Regions from separate parts of the Mus musculus genome. Here region 2 is linked to region 1. A link is a contact called in public Hi-C data. All regions are on one chromosome and are shown on one strand. The core of a region is the stretch at or near the end of the contact, and the rest is flanking DNA. Distances in the headings are between cores, read along the strand shown.

What was found. Hi-C and Micro-C count contacts between places; a contact is called where the count stands out from the background.
Region 2: a Hi-C map of the N1E-115 cell line shows a contact between it and region 1, with 18 times the contacts expected there. The contact joins two enhancer-like sites. A contact is called at or near these places in 2 of 484 Hi-C or Micro-C datasets (the G1E-ER4 cell line and the N1E-115 cell line).

The regions. Positions count from the first base shown.
Region 1 is chr11:108,023,661-108,028,275 of GRCm38.p6, forward strand. The region is part of intron 5 of Prkca (protein kinase C, alpha); the gene reads right to left. Among named protein-coding and RNA genes, the nearest start is that of Mir7223, 29 kb to the left of the region's middle. Within about 2 kb of position 2,936, at least 53 of the 459 cell types and tissues checked have an H3K27ac peak or open chromatin away from gene starts, as enhancers often do. A contact at or near this core is called in the N1E-115 cell line, where this site is marked.
Region 2 is chr11:109,859,271-109,863,814 of GRCm38.p6, forward strand. No RefSeq gene overlaps it. Among named protein-coding and RNA genes, the nearest start is that of 1700023C21Rik, 16 kb to the left of the region's middle. Within about 2 kb of position 1,526, at least 229 of the 459 cell types and tissues checked have an H3K27ac peak or open chromatin away from gene starts, as enhancers often do. A contact at or near this core is called in the N1E-115 cell line, where this site is marked.

The sequences.
Region 1 (4,615 bases), core at 1,686-4,185:
AGGAAAGCATCTAGCAGGTTCCAGTTGGTACACATAGGAAGTTCTCAGGCTACAATCCCTGAGGTACGCAGGCTCTAACTTAAAGTAGTAAGGCACCCTAAAACTCCCTGAGACGCTCTCCTTCTCTCTCTCTCTCTCTCTCTCTCTCTCTCTCTCTCTCTGTGTGTGTGTGTGTGTGTGTGTGCAGAGTGTAGAGGACAGCCTTGGCTGTTGGTCCTTACATGCCATAAACCCTGCCATCTTGAGACAGGGTTTCTCATTGGCCTGGAGCTCACAAAATAAGCTAGGCTGGCTGGCCAGTGAGTCCCAGGGATCCGATTGTATCAACCCCACCTCCACCCCCATCCCAGCACTGAGACTATAAGCACATCCTCTTCCCCCCCCCCCCCACCACAACCTTTTTTAATCCTGAAGGTTCTGGGGGATTGAATTCAGGTCTTCATGCTTGCATGCTGTCACCCCAGCTCATTCTGTGTCTCCTTAAATCACAAATGTCTTAATATTTTTTTTTTCGAGACAGGGTTTCTCTGTGTAGCCCTGGCTGTCCTGGAACTCACTTTGTAGACCAGGCTGGCCTCGAACTCAGAAATCCACCTGCCTCTGCCTACAAATGTCTTAATATAAATTTATATTCTCTATGGCATTTGAAGACACTCTTAGGCCCTAGCGGAAAGATATCTGTAGACTTCACAGACCAACTCTCTCAGGACAGTGACAGCTGACTTCTCTCTTCACATTGGGACACTGCAGATTGTCATCCCTGTAGAACACGTTATCCTCCCAGGCTGGTCTCCCTCTGCCTGGCAGATGGGAAGAGTCTTACACTATGATCTGAACGCTTGTGATTCCCCACCCAATTAATATGCTCTAATTTCTAGTCCCCAGGTGAAGGTACTAAGAGGTAGAGTCCAGAGAGGTGATTAGGTCAGGAGAATGGGCCCCTCATGGATGAGATTTGTGCCCGTATAAAGTAGGTTTTAGGGAGCTTGCTAGCTTTTCCCACCGTGTGAGGACCCAATGAGAAGGCATTATTTCAGGATCAGGAAATGGGTTCCCCATGGGTACAGCAGCTGCCAGTTTCTTGAACTTGATCTTCCCAGCCTGAGTCCCACATTCCTGTTGTCTATCAGCTACAGTACCATGTGACAGAGGCCTGAGTGGAGCAAAGCCACCAGGGAGTTGAGAGTGACCTAGACAGTGTGGAACAAGAACCTGCTGGGGCTTGATATTGGGTAAGAACTGCAAATGAGGGTGCTGGTCCAGGGTGGTCACGTCATATTCTCCTTAGTGTGAATGTGAGTCCTCCATGAACTGGCACCCAAGAGCAGTCAACTCTGTCCAGATAGAGGCAAGTGATTCTTTCTTCAAGCAAGTGACAAGGTAGAGTTGACACTCTGTAGAGGAATGCATTGGACTGTGTGATGTGAGGCAGGAAGAGATGACATCCTCCTCTCGGGAGCAGGGTACCACTGAGAGATTTCTCATCAACACTCCAGTGGCACTTGGACTCTGTGTCTAGAGGTCTGATCTTGAAACTAATAATAGTCTAATAGCCAGAGTATCCCACCATTCACTTCAACAAATACTTTTTATTTGCTTTTTATTTTTATTTTGTGTTTTTTTTGAGACATAAGCTTGCTACATAGCCTAGGCTGGCCTTGAACCCGCCATCGTCATACTCTGCCTTCCCATGGCTAGGTTTACAAGCAGGTACAAACACATCATGCTGTAGTCTTCAGCATGCTCCATCCTCTGATTTACCAAGCCAATAGTGGTATAACTTCAGAGCCGACACTGGTTTCAACTGACTGGTTAAGGAAGTCAAATATCTTATTCCACTCAACCTGTCACATGCAGGACTGACACATGATTCCCAAAGACTCACGGGTTACTCTCCTCTCGACTGTTTTGAACACCTACCACCGAGCATAGCAGCATGGGGAAGTTATCTGCCACACACACGGGTCTCCATACAACCTTTGCCCTGTGATTCTGGGTTCATGCTGTCCCATCCCTGGGCACACCCTATCTGGAACACAACCCTGTTCTCTGGCTTTCCAGCCTCCTGCTAGCCCTGTCTATCAGATCTCCACAGGCTGACAGAAACACGGGGACAGGGACAAAACACTTCCTCCCCAGGCATCTCCCCAGGGTCAACACAGGGCAAGGCAAAAGCCACGCAGGCCAGATTCTTGGATTCTGACAGGAGCTGGAGTGGGCAAGGCCTTTCGAGGCTCTCACTTTGAGCTGCAGTTCACAGAGTGTCCATTTGGAGGGACTCCAACACAAGGGAAAAACCAAACAGGCCTTTTTCCAAGGAGACTCAATTCAGGCCAAAAGGAGCCAAGTGCTTTCCCAGAAGACATCAAATGATTTGAAGAGTCTCAGAGTGCTCAAAGACTAAGGGACATAAAATGTATTGTTAGTTTTCAGGAAGAAAATATGCCATGCAGGGCCATTTGCTCCACATTTCTAGGGCAACCATTACACATGGAGCTTTGCTGGGTTTCACCCAATGAGATGCAAAGGCATCTTCAGCAAAGAACAATTGTAGATGAGGCATCAACAAATGAGACGTGGGTCACTTGGAGGGTCTTGGCTGTCTGGCTTGCTGCATTTGCTCTAATCACACTGCACCAAGCTTGCGGATGCTGTCTGTGGTCACGAGCACGGACTCTGATTTGATCTCATTTGTGCTAATAAACAATGACTCACAAATTCTATGATCTTAGTTTCCTTATGGCCAGAGTCAAGGGCAAGAAGAGCGAGCAACACTGAGAATATACCCACCTTGTGTGACCACAAACCTGAATTCAAGGACTTAAGAAGTACATTGTTTAAAAACACATTCACTGAATGTTCTGCTGTCTAAACCCACTACTTTGTCACAAGGGTGGCTTTCTGCCCCAGTAAATCCAGTGTCCCCAAATGGTGAGTCAGCAACTACTCAATCAAAGTCAGCTAAAGAATTTAATGAGCGTGGTATGCACAGTCAGTTCATGCTCCCTCCTTCCTTCCCTCCCTCCCCCTCTCTCTTCCCCTCCCTCCCTCTCTCTCTTCCCCTCCCTCCCCCTCTCTTCCCCTCCCCCCCTCTCTCTCTTCCCCTCTCTTCTCCTTTCGTCCTACTCTGTCTCCTTTCTTCAACTTTGAGACATAGTCTTACTGTATAGCCCTGTTTCCCTTTTAATATAGCCTCCTCTTGCATACACTAAGTACTCCAATAACACGTATGTTATCTGCTAATATTCTATAATTCCAAAGTAGATGACTGTGAAAAATATTTGCTAGTTGTGGGAGACAGATAAGATCTGCATATAAACATAGGGAGGCATTGATTTTAAGAAATAATTACTTCTCATTGTAGGGACAATGCATAGTCATCATAAAATAATTTAAATGCACAAAGTATAAAGGCAAAGATTAAAGGCAATTGCACTTCCACCAAAACAGAGGATTGATGCTGACATACTGTTATGCTGATTGACAATTGCTCTCCTGTAAAGACATCTATAGTATAATATTGATTGTTTGATTATAATGTTGGGGATAAAGCCCAGGGTCTTGTATATGCTAGGTAAGCACATTATCATTGAGCCATATCTCTAGCCTGTAATATTTATTTTTATAGAATTCACATAACTTTATGGTAGTTAAAAATTCCTTCTTAATAAAAGTTACCAAAGTAATTTTTAAAAAGCATTTTTTAATGCCCAGCATTCTATTTTGTAGCAAAGACTTTAAAATAAGTTCAGTTTGTACATTTACATGGTTTAAAAATTCCTCATCTTTGTATATAACAACTGATTGTCTTCATACATAAATTTCTGCTTTTCTTCTTGGGCTGCATTCTTAGAAGGAGAGTAAAAGATATAAAAACCCTTGCCAAACTGCTCCCCCCAAAGTTGTATCAAAGTCCTACCAAAAATCATATTAAAGATAAAGTGAGAAAAATAAAGAGTAACATTGTAAGTTTGATTTTTTTTTTTTTTGAGGCTTAACAGTCTTTATAGCTATTGGGCCATGTGAATTTCTTTTTCTCTGACTTAATTCTCAATTCCTTTAGGGTAGTAAACAGGTTTCTTACTGGCTAGAGGGAATGTTTGGATGCACATGACAGTGGTCCTTCTCCCTGTTTGCCACGCTCTGTGTTTAGATTTAATTCCGTAGGCTTCTAGAAACACAAAGGAGTCTATCTTTTCACACAGTCAAAGCTACCAACATGTTTTCTTTCCTTTCTTCCATTTCTTTTAGGCTTAGGAAATCCTTGCCCTCCGTGAAGGTAGTTAAGTATTCGCCTGTGTTTTCTTTCATTATTTTGTTTCCTTTTTTTAATAATTAACTTCCAGATGCACTTGAAATTTATTTTGGTGTAAAGCACGAGGGGAGATCTCATTTATTTATTTATTTTTCTTCCAAACGTTTAGACAATTTTCCCAACAACGTCTGTGGAATGAACCACACCTTCTCTCTAGTCCTGGAAGCCTCTGTTTATTTATAAGCAGGCTCCAATTTCAGGGTATCTGCTTTATCACATTCAATTCCCTGTTAGTCCCTGCAGCAGCCAACATTCTAAACTGTTTCAAGTTTCCAAGGTATTTTAGAACCATCCACATGT
Region 2 (4,544 bases), core at 276-2,775, 1.8 Mb after region 1:
GTGTGTGTATGTGTGTGCCCTTGCACGCCGGTGTTTGACATCAAATGTGTTCCTTTTAACCTTTAATCTTCCCTACCTTTAGAAAACACAATACTTTTATTTCTTTTGTGAGAATCCATCCATGCATACAATGTATTTTGATCACCCTTCACTCCTTCCCCTAACTCTTCCCAAGTTCTTGTTTTTAGCCACTGGTTGCAGTTTGAGCTGCCCACATACTCATGGGTATGGGCAATCCACTGGAACTTAGGCAACCTCTCAGAGGCCACACCCTTAAAGAAAAATGGAGTCTGTCACTCCCAGAAGCCATCTATTGCCCATGCTCCTTAGTAAGTGGTAGGCTTGTGAGTCCCTCCATGCTGCAATGCTGACTGTCGTGGTCCTGTGCAGGTCTTGTACAGGCAACCACAGCTGCTGTGAGTTCACCAGTGCAGTGGTCCTACCGTGTCCGGAACACACATTTGCTCCGGTCCTCCCTGACCTCTGGCTTTGATTCTTCCAAAATATTCCTTTATGACTGATGTAGCAAGATGCCTATGAGTCCACCTTAGTATTTGAAAAAGGGTCTCTAACTGAGCCTGAAAGTCACTGTTCCAACCAAACTGGCTGGTTAGTAAGATCCAGGGATCTTCTCATCTGTACCCCCCCGCACCCCCCCCCCCCGAGAATCATGGGCCATGCCAATTCAATGCCCAGCTTACATGGGTGCTGGAGAATCCGAACTCAGGTGCGCATGAGGAACACCAAGTGCTTCACCCACTAAGCCACGCCTTCAGCCCCAGAAGCCATGGCTTCTAACTCTGGCATTGACCTTACTCCTGTATCTGGTTCTGTTTGTTTCCTCATTAAAAGCAGAAATGTAAAAACCTGAAGGCATTTTAAACCGTTCATACTGAGATCACGTGACTTAGAGAAACCCATGAATTAAGACGTTTTGAGACCTGTGGCTAAGTTCGGGGCTTAAATGACAGGGTAGAGTTCTGACGGCCAGCAGATAAACCAAACGGTTGCACAGAGGCACAGACAGATCCTGTCCCCCAAAGGATTGTGGGCAGCAGACATCCTGGGCGCAGCCTGAGTCATATCCGGTGTGCAAAAACATGCAAGTAAGCAGGCTACAGATCTTGGGTTTGGGCGACCTCAGTCTTTAGAGCAACCTCGATGATCGAGAAAGAAAGAAAACACAGCAAGGCACAGCTGTCTTTTACTGTAGGGAGAATTAGAGAAATGGGATAGTCAAACTTCGACAATGACACCCCCCCCCCCCACGCCCTTTCCTGCTGGCCCAGGGGTTTCCCATTTCCCTGGAGGAATTTGTGGGACTACTTTTAGCTTCTGCAAGGGAGGCGGCGTCTGAACAGGGACTTTTCTAGACCACAAAGACTGTAAACTTGCCTTTACTGGCCCTCAGCAATCTTCTTGGCTTAAATTGTATGCCTCTGCAGCTGCTTATTCATTGCTAGCTTTGAAAACCCCTGCAAACACGGCTCTGGATCCGATCTTTTCTCCAGAGAACCTGGCTCGCTGGGATAGAGCAGGAGCGCCACCGTGTGGCTGTGTGATTACTGCCGATTCTTTTTGGATGAGATAGGATGATGGGACTGGCTCATTTTTGTTACAAGGAAAGCAGGGCATCAGGGCCTAAGTGGGTCTGTGGCATCCCAAGATGATTTTAGTAGGATGTTGGTACATCACTTAGGGATCTCCAGAGAAGCAACTCATGCATATGTGGGTAGTAGCAAGCATGAAACTAGTGGGATGGGCTGGCCGACTGCAATAAGCAAAACTAGGGTTACAGCTCTTATCTATGTATCCTATCCTGTCTGTCCATCTGTCTGTCCTATTTATTGTGGATTTTTACATTTATCTTTATTTTTACATATTCACAGGTGTGTGTGTGTGTGTGTGTGTGTGTGTGTGTGTGTGTGTACAGGTGCCCACGAAGGCCCAGAGCTGGAGTTGCAGGTGGTTTTAAGTCAGCCGACATGGATGCTGGAAATCAAATTCAGGCACACAAGAGAGCAGCATGCTCTCACAACCACTGAGACATCTCTTCAGTCCCTAGGGTTACCGTTTTGAAGCAATACCACTTTGTAAAGAGCACTTCATGTCAAGTGGGTTTTCCCAGCATCAGTTATGAAGCCACTGGAGAACAAGTCACTGGAGTTTTATAGCAGGAGGGATAAGATGTACTAATGATGTAACAGACATTGATATGTCTTTCTTTTTTATTTTTTGCACAAACCCATTAGACTTGAATGAAGGGCTCAGCTCATCAGAGACTTTCCCATGGAACTCACATGTGCATCTTCTTTGGTTTGAAACAGGTGGTCCTATATGCATTACTTCCTTTGCTCTTTGCTGTGGCTAAATACTTGGAGAAACAAAAGCTCCTTTCTTTTATTTTAGGTCACTGTTTCAGAGGGTTCATCCTGGCTTTTAGCCTCACATGCTTGGGTAGAATATTATCCTGGGGGGGGGGGGCTCAGTGGAGGCTGTTCTTTGATTCTTAGCAGACAGGAAACACAGCTAAGGGGATTTTTTTTTTGGGGGGGGGGACTGGCATATGTAATTGTGGCATAAGCCATGAAGCTTGGCAACCAAGTAAGGTTTTTTTTTTTTTTTGAGGATGGCCCACCACTTTGCATGGCTGTGACAGGTGAGCTCTGACAGGCATGGACCCCAGAGACGTCATCCCAGGATTGCTTCTCACCGATGTTATGACTTTCCCATCACTATTACATAGCCCAATGATTCCTGGGCACCAGCCCACCCAATTGGGCAAATTTCCTGCAGATCAACATGAAGATGAACTTTCATAAATTAGTGCTGTTTAGATGAATTAATGACTTTATAGAATTCCTGGTTTGATTCAAATAATTTTAGGAAGAAAGTTTAAGGAGACGGTTTTAGTCGTTTTGCCAGAAAGATGTAATATAGTTAGAATCAAGAATAGAATGTACCCACTCCTCATAGAATAGTAAAGGCTGCATAATTAGGAACACAATGAGCTTTCATAAATTACAGGAAAAAAAAGAGAAACAGGCTTGGGGCAGAATTGTGATCAAGGAAAAACATTCATTCTAGGTCAGGTGCAAGGATGAAGCCACAGGTATGCACCATGATAGAGCAAGGCCATGGGAAACTGTTGCTTTGAACTTATAATGAGCTTATAGAATGTAACACTGCTTTGAACTTACTACGGACATCCTTCTGTAACTCCTTTTTGTGTAACATTTTATCTGTGGGCTAATTTTATAAAGAACTTTTGTCTAAGGAGTTATAAAAAGGCTGAGAGGGAAAAAAATAGTGTGGCTGTTGTGGCTTTGCTCCATTCGCCAAATGTACATATCTGTAAATATGTGTGTGTATGTATGTGTCTGCATGTACACACATATGTAGGTATATGTGCATGTATGTAACTATGCATGTGCATTTGTGAAATTGATGAAACTGATGGTTTTGTGTGTGTGTGTGTGTGTGTGTGTGTGTGTGTGTGCGCGCGCGGGTGGGCATGGCTTACTTTTTATCCTATTTCTTTCTCTCTGGCTCATGAAGGGTTACTGAGCTCCTTGGAGCCTCTCAGGCCAGTCAGAGACGCCCCAGTCAAAGAGTAAAGAGCCCAAGTAACTAAGTTTCTTTTCTTAATCCCTTGCGGCCATCAGCAGGAGTTAATTGCCAGAAGCCATCAGCTTCTTCCCCGCCCCCCCCCCCCACCCCAAAGTAAGAGAAAGTAAATGGCCTGAGGTTATCAGCCTCTGGTCCACCTACTCACTACTCCACCTCAGTGCCTGAATGTTAGGATGGGACCCGAACACAAGTGGAGGCTGTGAAGTCCAACAATGGCTGTCTGTACCCTAGAGAGGCAGAGAAGATGGAAGCCTCAGGCGGCCAGTGAAGACGCCCACTCAGATGCTGATGGGAGAAGTCACTAGTGAGACTCAGAGACCATCGAAGCTGGAGTCAGCTTTCCAATGGTGATGGAAGCAATCACAGATCACCGCCCCCCCCCCCCCCAAGAACGATGCCTTCACATGCTGGCTGTCATCTTCCTCTTCTTCATCCCTACCTGTTGGGTAGTGCTGTCCACAGCCAGGGAGGGTCTTTCTCTCTCAGTTATCAGTCCACGTGTCAATCCTGTTTGCAGATTCTCTCCAGACATACTCATTGGCCTCTCTAGGTCCTGTCAAATGAACTGCTTGTGAGATGGCTCAGCAGTGAAAAGTACCTGACACATAAGCCTAATGATCTCTGGCGCCCCTAGTGGCAGGAAAGAACAGACTCCTGAAAGTTGTCCCCTGAGCTCCACACTTATGCCATGGAATATGCTCACACCCTTCACCCTACACTTATTAACTAATTAAAAAATTAAAAATTAAACTAATTAAAAATTAACTGTCACTCTATGCAACGGTGCCTTCAAATCCCATTATAAACGTAATCCCAAGCATTTTGCTTCATCGTCTTCTGCATACGTATCAAAGCACTGACATCCCTTTTCAACGCAATGGCCACTCCTGATTCCCAACACCCATGCGACTGGC